Regions from separate parts of the Sus scrofa genome. Here all the other regions are linked to region 3. Evidence: chromatin contacts called from public HiChIP or PLAC-seq data. All regions are on one chromosome and are shown on one strand. Each heading gives the region's core, a stretch centred on a gene start, on an enhancer-like site or on the middle of the called end of the contact. The rest is flanking DNA. Distances are from core to core; before and after follow the strand shown.

What was found. HiChIP or PLAC-seq counts read pairs in DNA pulled down with a chosen protein or histone mark.
Region 1: a contact with region 3 is called in an H3K27ac HiChIP or PLAC-seq map of skeletal muscle. The contact joins two enhancer-like sites. A contact is called at or near these places in 1 of 47 Hi-C or Micro-C datasets (embryonic fibroblasts) and 2 of 2 datasets of contacts at active chromatin or transcription factors (alveolar macrophages and skeletal muscle).
Region 2: an H3K27ac HiChIP or PLAC-seq map of skeletal muscle shows a contact between it and region 3, with 7 times the contacts expected there. The contact joins two enhancer-like sites. A contact is called at or near these places in 1 of 5 promoter capture datasets (liver), 24 of 47 Hi-C or Micro-C datasets (adipocytes, adipose tissue, brain and 13 more) and 2 of 2 datasets of contacts at active chromatin or transcription factors (alveolar macrophages and skeletal muscle).

The regions. Positions count from the first base shown.
Region 1 is chr15:83,152,284-83,155,683 of Sscrofa11.1, reverse strand. The region is part of intron 1 of AGPS (alkyldihydroxyacetonephosphate synthase, peroxisomal); the gene reads right to left. Among named protein-coding and RNA genes, the nearest start is that of NFE2L2, 7.8 kb to the right of the region's middle. Within about 2 kb of position 1,718, at least 1 of the 83 cell types and tissues checked has an H3K27ac peak or open chromatin away from gene starts, as enhancers often do. A contact at or near this core is called in skeletal muscle, where this site is marked.
Region 2 is chr15:83,110,007-83,113,213 of Sscrofa11.1, reverse strand. All of the region lies in intron 2 of NFE2L2 (nuclear factor erythroid 2-related factor 2), which reads left to right. Among named protein-coding and RNA genes, the nearest start is that of AGPS, 34 kb to the left of the region's middle. Within about 2 kb of position 1,698, at least 6 of the 83 cell types and tissues checked have an H3K27ac peak or open chromatin away from gene starts, as enhancers often do. A contact at or near this core is called in liver and skeletal muscle, where this site is marked.
Region 3 is chr15:82,918,362-82,922,033 of Sscrofa11.1, reverse strand. All of the region lies in intron 2 of LOC110256983 (a long non-coding RNA gene), which reads left to right. Among named protein-coding and RNA genes, the nearest start is that of HNRNPA3, 38 kb to the left of the region's middle. Within about 2 kb of position 1,398, at least 15 of the 83 cell types and tissues checked have an H3K27ac peak or open chromatin away from gene starts, as enhancers often do. A contact at or near this core is called in liver and skeletal muscle, where this site is marked.

The sequences.
Region 1 (3,400 bases), core at 469-2,968, 230 kb before region 3:
ACACAGGCAGTACACTCTTTGACATCAGTCTTAACAATACGTTTTTGGATATGTGTCTTTGGGCAATGGAAACAAAAGCAAAAATAAGCAAATGAGACTACATCAAACTAAAAAGCTTTTGCACAGCAAAGGAAACTATCAACAAACAAAAAGGCTGCCTACTAAATGGGAGAAAATATTTGCAAATAATATATCTGATAAGAGATCAATATCCAAACTTCACAAAGAATTCACAACTCAACCTAAACAATAAAAACAAACCAAACAACCCACTTAAAAAATTGGCAGAGGACCTGAATAGACATTTTTCCAAAGACAACATACAGATGTCCAATAGACACATGCAAAGATGCTCAACATCACTAATAATCAAGGAAACGCAAATCAAAACCACAATGAATTATCACATCACACTTGTCAAAATGGCTATCATCAAAAAGATAACAAGTAACATGCCTTGGTGAGGATATGAAGAAAAGGGAACCCTTGTGCACCAATTTACATTGGTGGAAATGTAAACTGAGCAGCCCTATAGAAAACAGTATTGAGGTTCCCCCAAAAAACTGAAAAGTGAACTACCATGCGATCTAAGACATAGGTAGTCCTATGTTCACTGCAGCATTTTTTACAAAAGCCAAGATATGAAGCAATCTAAGTGTCCATCAACAGGTGAACAAATAAAGAAGATATACAACAAACACACAATGGAATACTACTTGGTCATAAAAAGAGAATGAAACCTTACCATTTGTGACAACATGGATGGACCTAGGAGGAAATACGCTAAGTGAAATAAGTCAGACCAAGAAAGACAAATACTATACTTACATATGGAGTCTAAAAAACAAATGAACAAACATAAAACAGAAAAAATGAGGAGTTCCTGCTATGGCATAGAAGGTTAAGAATGTGAATGCAGCAGCTGGGGTCACTGCAGAGTTGCAGGTTCAACCCCATTCTGGCAAAGTGGGTTAAAAGATCCAGCATTGGTGCACTTGCAGCTTGGATTCAATCCCTGGCCTGGGGACTTCTACATGGCACAAGTGTGGCCATTAAAAAAAAAAAAAAAAAGAGTAAAGGTGGAAAGATGTGACTACAGGACTGCTGTTAATACTTAGAGAAGTAAGAAAACTCAGAACAGTAGCTTCATTGGGAATAAGAAAGGATAGATAATGAGTTAAGTATCAATCTACAGCTGTGCTATAGTATAGCACATATACTATATACATATAACACACCTATAGTATAGCACATAGTATCACTAGCCACATATCACTAGCTATACATGTCCATTTAAATTTAAATTAATTAAAAGTATATGAAATTTAAAACTCAGCTCCTCAGTTACACTAGCCACATTTCAAGAACTTAATGGCCACATGTGGCTAGTGGCTACCATAATGGACTATGCAGACCATAAAATATCTCCATCATCACAAAAAGCTCTAGAAGACAGTGACTCATAAAATTTGACTTGACTGAAGAAAAGAATTCAAGTGGGTACCATTTTAATATCCTTATTGCTAGATTCCTATAAAATTTGAACATCTACAGAAGAAATGCAAAATCCAACCACATAATGAATCTGAATGGAAGTTGCAAACTGTGAGTATAAAAATTAAATAATTCTTATTACTTGGCTGCAAGGCCCTGAGATACATGAACACTCCCCACTTGATGGTATGAGGTAGCTGACATGGCAACTATAAATAGAGTTTGGAGAGTCGGAGTGAAGTTACTGACAAGAATCTGGTCAGCAACCTAGCCCAAATCTAGGTTAGTAAACTGGAGATATGCTGAAAAGACCAACATTATTACACAATACAATATTTTTCTTAGTGAGTACTAAGATGATACCTATAGTTCCAAATCTCACTCAGGAGGCAAAACTCCCTTATCAAAACTGCAGTTACTTAAGAACGGTAACAGCCTTCCTTAAACAGCAAGCATAATTCAGCTGCAGAACAATCTAGAATTAAATATACGAATTTAATTTAGAGAAAAAGAGGTTAAGAGAAGAGAATCAGGAGTTCCCGTCATGGCTAAGTGGTAAAAAAAAAAACCCAACTAGTATCCATGAGATGTGGGTTTAATCCCTGGCCTCACTCAGTGGGTTAAGGATCTGCATTGTCATGAGCTGTGGTGTAGGTCGCAGATGTGGCTCAGATCCCATGTTGCAGTGGCTATGGCACAGACCTCCAGCTTCAGTTTGGATATGACCCCAGCCTGGAAACTTCTATATGCTGCAGGTGTGGCCCTAAAAAAAAAGAGAGAGAGAGAAGAGAATCAAAATCAGATGATAATGTTTTTAAGAGAGCGAAGCAAAAATTGACCTTTTATATACTTACAAAATTTAAAAGAATCTAGCCTGAAAAAATGACTGACTTGAAACACATTTAAAATGTTAATCTGAGTAACAGACCTGTAGATTTAAGCTGAAATCCTGTAAGTTTATAAATAAGTTCATCTGAACACTGCCAAGACTTTCAGGTCACTGTGTTTACAAATTCAATTTAGTATGTTTAAAAGAATGATTTAGTACCTAAATTTTGTCTGTTACCCCAGACAACTGATATATATAAGAAAACTGAACATATTAAATACTAAATACTATTTTAATTATTTCAGCCCATTTCTATACAGTAAGTCTGTAAAAACACTAGTTTGACATGTACTTCATATTACAAATAAATAAATATTCAAACCTAAAACTAGCAACCACTTAAATGCCCACCAATAACAGAATGGATAAATCGTGGTGTATATCCACCCAGTGGAAAACCATTCAGCAATGAGGATGAACAAAATACAGCTAAAAGTAACAGTGTGAATGAATATAGTAAACATAATATTAGGGAAACAGGCCACACACAAAAGGGTACACGCTGTATGTGTCTACATTCTACTATATGAATTATACCAAGTTCAAAATAAGCGAATCCAAACTAGAGTATAAGAAGTCAAGGTGGTGGTTATCCTGGTGGGAGAAGGTATTGGAAAGGAACATGAAGAGAGCTTCTGAGGTACTGGTAATGTGCTATTTCTTAATCTAAATACTAACAAATACTCACAAGATGGATCTGCTCATTTTGTAAAAAGCAATTAAGCTATAAACTTAAGATTTGAGCATATACTTTTATAACAAATTGATAATAGTTCAATAAAGGTTTAAAAAATAATAGGTAATAATATATACAAACATTTATAACTACCCAATAAATTTGTACCACTCCAGATGATGAAGGACCATCAGTACTATGTGTACTATACTTTGAGAAACACTAACATATTCAAAGAAAGAAAAGGGGGAGGAGAAATCCATGTTCTGGGAATAGCAATAATTCTGGTACGTGGCTAGAATACACAGTAGGCATCAAGGAAATAAGAGACAGGCCTGGAA
Region 2 (3,207 bases), core at 449-2,948, 190 kb before region 3:
TAGAATGTACTAGGTTGTAGGTTTTTTTCTTTCAACATTTTAAATATATCATGCTATTCTCTTCTGGACTGCAAAGTTTCTGCAGAAAAATCATCTGATAGGCTTATGGGGATCCCCTTTTATGTGACTCTTTATTTTTTTCTTACTGTTTTTAGAATTCTCTCTTTAACTTCTACCATTTTAATTATTTTATGCTTAGTGTGAGTCTCTTTGGGTTCATTTTGTTTTGGACTCGCTGCACTTCCTATACCAGATATCTGTTTCCTTCTTCAAGTTTAGGGAATTTCCAGCCATAATTTCATCAAATACATTTTTGATCCTTTTACTTTCTCTCTTTTCTTTCTGAGACCCCTGTAATGTGAATGTTAGTATGCTTGATATTGTCCTGGAATTCCCTTAAACTGTTCTCATTCTTAAATTTGTTTTTCTTTTCACTGTTCTGTTTTGTGATTTCCATTATTCTATCTTCCAGACCACCTATATGTTCTTCTCTATCTCCTAACCTGTTGTTAATTCCTTCTAGTGTGTTTTTCATTTCAGTTATTGTTTTCTGCAGCTCTGATTTGTTTGCTTGCTTTTTAAAATATTTTCTTGTTTCTTGTTAAAATTATCACTGTGTTTATATATTATTTTCCCTGATTCAGTTAGGGTTCTTATTACTAATCCTCAGAACGCTTTATCTGGCAATTATTTATCTCTGTTTCATTAGTTTTTTTTTTTTTTTTTTTTTTTTTCCCCACTCCCATGGCATGCAGAAGTTACTAGGCCAGGGATCAAACTCGAGCCACAACAATAACAGTGCCCAATCTTTAACCACTAGGCCACCAGAGAACTCCACCATTAGTTGTTTCTTCAGAGTGGTTTTTTTTTTTTTTTTTTCTTTCATTTGAAACAAATTCCTCTGTCTTCTCATTTTGCTTAACTTTGTCTCTATGAAATTAAGTGAAACAGTTATCTGTTGTAGTCTTGAAGGGGTATCCTGGTGTGAGATACTCTCTATGCAGTCTCTGTGCCCAGTGGCTTTTGTGGGAGAGTTGAATCTGATGTGATCATGAGTTAGCTTTCCCCACAGAGTGTGCTGGCAGCTGTCCCCTTCATCGCAGGTTAAGCTGGAGGTGGAAGAGCTAGAGCCAGAGCCAGGTATGAGCTTTTCCTATGTTTAGTGGCTGACATTGCCCTAAAGGGGCAGGGGCAGGTCCCAACGTGCTAGAGCAGAAACCCTGCAGTTTAGGTCTGAGCTAGTTCTGTTCCCTCTGAGCGTGAACTCTCACCTCTCCCCACATTGTTACCTTCACCCCAAAGGAGAGCAGCACTGAAGCAAGAAGGGCTAGAGCTGGTGCCCAGTGTGGGCTGGGACATTCATGGGTGTGGTCCTAGTGTACAAGTCAGAGTTCCAGACTTCTCCCAAAATGCTGCCTCTGTGAGCACCAGCAATGACTTTTCCTACCTTGTTTGGCTCCCTTGTGGGGAGGTGCACCAGAATAAGAGGGGGCAGCGTGGTGCTTGGTGTGCACCAGAATATGAACCAAGGTGGTCTTGACACGTCAGCATTTCAAATAGTTCCCAATCTGCTGCCTTTGTGAATGCCAGTAATGGCAGCCCATTCAGATGCAATTGCAGGTCTGAGCTCCCTCCATCCCCCACAGCTATACACACTGCTTGGCAATGGCAACCTTTGCCCTGCTGGGGAGCTGCACCAGAGCTAGAGGGCCCAGAGCAGGTGCTTGGCATGGGCTGGGGTGCACGCTGGGGCACATGCCAGGTCTGTCATGGGAAACTGGCCAGAATTCCAGGCAGCTTCAATCTGTTTCTTCTACCTTGTTCCTGAGAGTAAGCAAGTTTGTGCGGCTCTTTACTAGTGGAGTCTAGGTTTCTTACAGTCCTCCTGTTAGTCCCCCTGGCTTTCAAACCAGCTAAGGGGACTTATCTTCCCAGTATCAGACCTCAGAGCTAGGGTGACTAATATGTGTTTCAAAGCACTCACTCTCCTAGGAGGATCTCTGATCCTGTGATATCCCCCTCCTCTTCAGTGTCCCTTCCTAGGGGTTCAGATCCCTACACCATCACTTCTCTACCTTTATTACTGAACTCCGTCTGGATCTTTCTCTACAGCCTTGGTTATAAAAGAGCCTTTCTGCCTGTCTCCAGTTTGTTTTCAGTGAGAATTACTCCACATGTAGGTGTGTTTTTAATATGTTCATGGGGAGGAGTAAGCTCCACGTCCTCCTACTCCATCATCTTGATCTCCTCCAAAGCTGTAACTCTTTCTGAATTAGCACCTTAATGTATGTTCTTGTAAGACCCCAAGTAAGGAGGCGAATTCAAGGTGAATGCAAGTCAGCAATCAGTAAGAACAAATATTGGTTTATAGCTCTCAATTCTAGGGCTGTAAGTTTCTTTTAAAAATTTCACCTGAAAAAAAAAAAAAAAAAAAAAAAAAGGAGTTCCCGTCGTGGCGCAGTGGTTGACGAATCCGACTAGGAACCATGAGGTTGCGGGTTCGGTCCCTGCCCTTGCTCAGTGGGTTAACGATCCGGCGTTGCCGTGAGCTGTGGTGTAGGTTGCAGACGCGGCTCGGATCCCGCGCTGCTGTGGCTCTGGCGTAGGTTTGGCAGCTACAGCTCCGATTCAACCCCTAGCCTGGGAACCTCCATATGCCGTGGGAGCGGCCCAAAGAAATAGCAAAAAGACAAAAAAAAAATTTCACCTGAACCAATTTAGGTTTTGGTTCATGTTTTAAGATGATAATCTAGAGATTTTCATTTGTTGGTCTCTTCAACTGAAGCAACTAACCTTAGCGCACAGCTCTTGAATTCATCATACCCCTCACATTGCTCTATGGCAACAACAAATAGGTCCTCCATGGTCTTGTCTTTAATACCCACCTTAGTCCTAATAATCAAAGGCATTAATTTCTTTAGCTGTTCCACTGTAACGGGCCATGGGCTTCCAGCATCCCATCTTTGAATATTAATTGGATTTTTATTACCTTCAAACATAATGAGTCTGGATAACTAGATTTTTCTAATTTTCCTAAGAGTCTGTTGTCTATAATCAACTCCTCATTACCCGTTTCTGTACAAGTCAGGATTCCTAGTTGCTAGCTACCAACTCTAAGCAGCTTAAACAGAATGGAATTTTTAGGAAGGATACCAAATGGCTCACAAAATCTATGGAAAAGTTAAAAACCAAGATCAGGAAACAGGA
Region 3 (3,672 bases), core at 149-2,648:
ATGGATGCTAGTCAGATTCATTTCTGCTGAGCCATAATGGGAACTCCAAGAGCAAATTTTTAAGAATTAATTTGTATGCCCTATTTAGAATTCCATATAAGACCAACTTTGAGACAAAATGTGTGTAAAATATAGACTGGGAATGTCATAAGATCAGGGTTGAAAGGTTATTTAAAGGGAGAGGGGGAGTTGTCTATTGGTGGTTACTAAATTCCTAACTGTGTATTTTCAAAGCTCTATCATTGACTCATAAGATAACGCTAGGAAAACAGGATTTCTAAGTATTGATAAGCAGCAATTTAGCAATCTTAGAGATGACCATCAAAAAGTTTCCTTGTTACAAAGTTATCTTACTGTGACTTTTTAAACTGGGCCCTTTGGGGGTATCGATACAGAGGAGAGTGAGTGCTGGGGGACAGGGGTCTCCAGGGTGGGCTGTTCACAGGAGCAGATGAGGTGCCTTCCTTCAGTCATGGCCACGGTGGGAGCATTGACTCCATAGAAAGCAGCACACCTCCAAATCAGTTTTTCCTGGAGTGCTCCTTGTTAAATATTTACTAGCACACCTCTGAAGCAGATCCGCTTTTACTTGTCGTAAAAGAGTAAATTATAGGGAATGTCTGTGTGAGGTAGAGCTCTTGAAAAAGGTTTCATGACCACAAAGAAATTTCAAAACCATGCTGCAGTGGGAAATTTTCTTTTTTTTTCTGAGTAACATACATAGTGACTATTATAATTTGAAGACTTATGAATCATTTTATTATTTACATGGGTATTTAAGAGACTGCATTGATTTTACTATTTACTAAAACCATAGCAGTTATGTTACATACCATTAGCTTTCTAATAAATCCTCATACAATGACAGTTTAAAGTACTTTGAGATGTTTTAAGATGTATCAAAAAGAAAAACCCTTGGTCGTGAGCTTAGAGTTTAGTAAATATAGCTCTGTTGGATTAGTCAGTTAAGTAATTACAAAAATGGATGTGTTCCAGAAAAATGCCACTCCTTTACGTATTATGGGCCAGGGAGCAATGTTAATATTTAAATCGTTGTTAACATTTTTGTTCCTTTTGGGTTATGGTATTGAAATACCGTATTGATTTAATCCACAATGTTTTGGGCTCCCTAGTTTTTTTTCCTTCTCCTGTTTGCTGAAGTGACTCCCTAAAATTTCACTTTTGAGAACTAATATGGTCAATCACGTTATCATCAAGTGTTGGTGATTAAACCACTTTCCCTAAATTCTCCGAGCCCACCCACCCCAGTTGCTGCTTCTTTCTCAGGCTTTGTTAGGTCAGATTTCAGGTCACTATTTGGGCTATTTTTACTTTGGTTTCTTATCCCATGAGGCTAGCTGGCTTAAGGGAGGGACGATGCCAAGATGCAAATTGGGCATAAGGGGAGGGAGAGAGCTCATTTTGGTATATGCCTAAAACATGTTCTTGGCCTGTTAATCCGGGAGCTCTGCATGGGGATTTTAGGCACCAGGCCTTTGATTTCTCATATTTCATTGCTTCTAAATATCTTCTTCAGGACCTGTGGTGAGGAGAGATGTCTGGGCTGAGCAGGAGTTGGGTACTTTTGGGCCCCTTGGCTTAAGCATGAATATCATTACAGTAAGGGCCGCCATGAATGGCTGTCTGCTTTTGAACTGCAATTACCTGCCCCTCCTCTCCTTCAGCCAGGCTCTGATGCAGGGCACCCTTCAGGCCTGTTTCTTCAGGCCTGTAATCCTCTAATAGCGATGATTCCATTAAGTACACAGATTCTAACCCTGTGTCCCAGTATCCCAGGACTGAAAAACAGTTATTGTGAGTGCAAACCTCAGCAAGACATATACTAAAATTTGACCCATACAGGAAAAATTAACATTATTGGTGGATGCCAGGGGTGGGGTAAAACAGGTGAATGGGGTCAAAAGGTACAAACTTCCAGTTAAAAAATAAATAACTTGGGAGTTCCTGATGTGGCTCAGTGGTAACGTCCCCCACTAGTATCCAATGAGAATTCGAGGTCAAACCCTGGCCTTGCTCAGTGGGTTAAGGATCTGGAGTTGCTATGAGCTGTGATGTAGGTCACAGATGTGGCTTGGATGGATCCTGAATTGCTGTGGCTGTGGTATAGGCCAGCAGCTGCAGCTCTGATTAAACCCCTAGCCTGGGAACTTGCATATGCTGCACACGAGGCCCTAAAAAGATAATGAAAAAAAAAAAAAAAAGAAAGAAAGAAGTTCTTTATGTACAGTGATGGATGTTAATAGAGTGTGGTGATCATTTTCCAACATTTGCAAAGATCGAATCATTATGTTCTACACCTGAAACTAATATAATGGATGTCAATTTTACCTCAATTAAAAAAATTATTATTTTGGGAAGGGAAAATAAACCAGTCCTCATTGTATAAGGCTCTTTTTCTTCCCTGAGAATGAGTTCTTTTGTTGGGAGGTTTTCTGAATGTTACACATACCCCGATCTCCCCCTACTAATTTGCCAGACTTGTGTGGATGTGTTTGAATTTAAGTAGCAGACCCAGTCTGGGTCCATAGTCAGAGGCCCATCAGGCCCATTTGTCAAACTGCAAGGTCAGTTTGACAAACATGCCCAGGCATGCTTGAAACTCAGCAGAGGATAATAGATTTCTCACTATGTAAACAAAGTAAGGAAGCAGGAAAAGAAGCAGAGGTCAAAGAAAGAATGAAAGGAGAGCAGGACATTGTATCACTGTCTGCCTCAGGTCTCCCTTTAAATTGCAGTTTGATAGTTCATTTGGTACAAAAATTGTGGTACAGCCAGTGGTTTGCCTTTCTTCTCTCCACATTTTGGATTATCAATACTTTGTGAGTCAGGCTCTTTGCTGGCCTAGGTATGGTGCTCACCAAAAATGCTTAAGAAACATTTTTGACAAGGAATGGTGACCAAAAAAACTGAGATGTGAAACTAAAACAAATGAAAGAATTTGTTATTTTGCTTTGAACTGACTACACTGTGAAAAGAACAGCCTCTTTCTGCAGCATGATGTAGTTCTGCTGTGACCACTTTAACCATGTCTCTTCAGTGACTGTTTTGCAAACTGGGTCATTTGTAGTGTGCACCTTTAAAGATGGCAGCACGAATTCCTGCTGTCAGCTTCAGGTCAGACACAGTGGGGAAAGAACTCCCACAAGTTGGAACTGATCATCTTGATTGATTTTTCATTAGTTCTGGTCTTTCCAAGAAACAATGAACATATAGCTGTTGTGACCAGTAGGTTTAAACCAAGTCACATAAGAGAGACTGTTGCTGAGTGTCTCCCTTATACTTTGCAGGATTTGCAGGGGTCATTTGCTCTCTAGGGTTTTTCTGGAAGAACCCCCTTTCCTGCCCCAATCTTGTTTACAGTCATCCCTGAATCATTAAACTCTAGTACATTGAAGACAAATCTTGAAGCATTCCCTATAGTTTACATTGTCATCTCTAGCGCCTTCTAAATCTAGAAAATGTTCCATGTATATATATATTTGTATGTATTTATTATATATATATTTAATTATATATATATATATATATTAAACACAACTCTATTCTTGCTTAAGTCTGCCTTATTCCCATATTCAAACCTTTGCCCTGGAGGTCTATCATCTTTCCCAGTGGCTCTAGAAGTGTTCTTATCCCCTTCAATTTCATAATCGT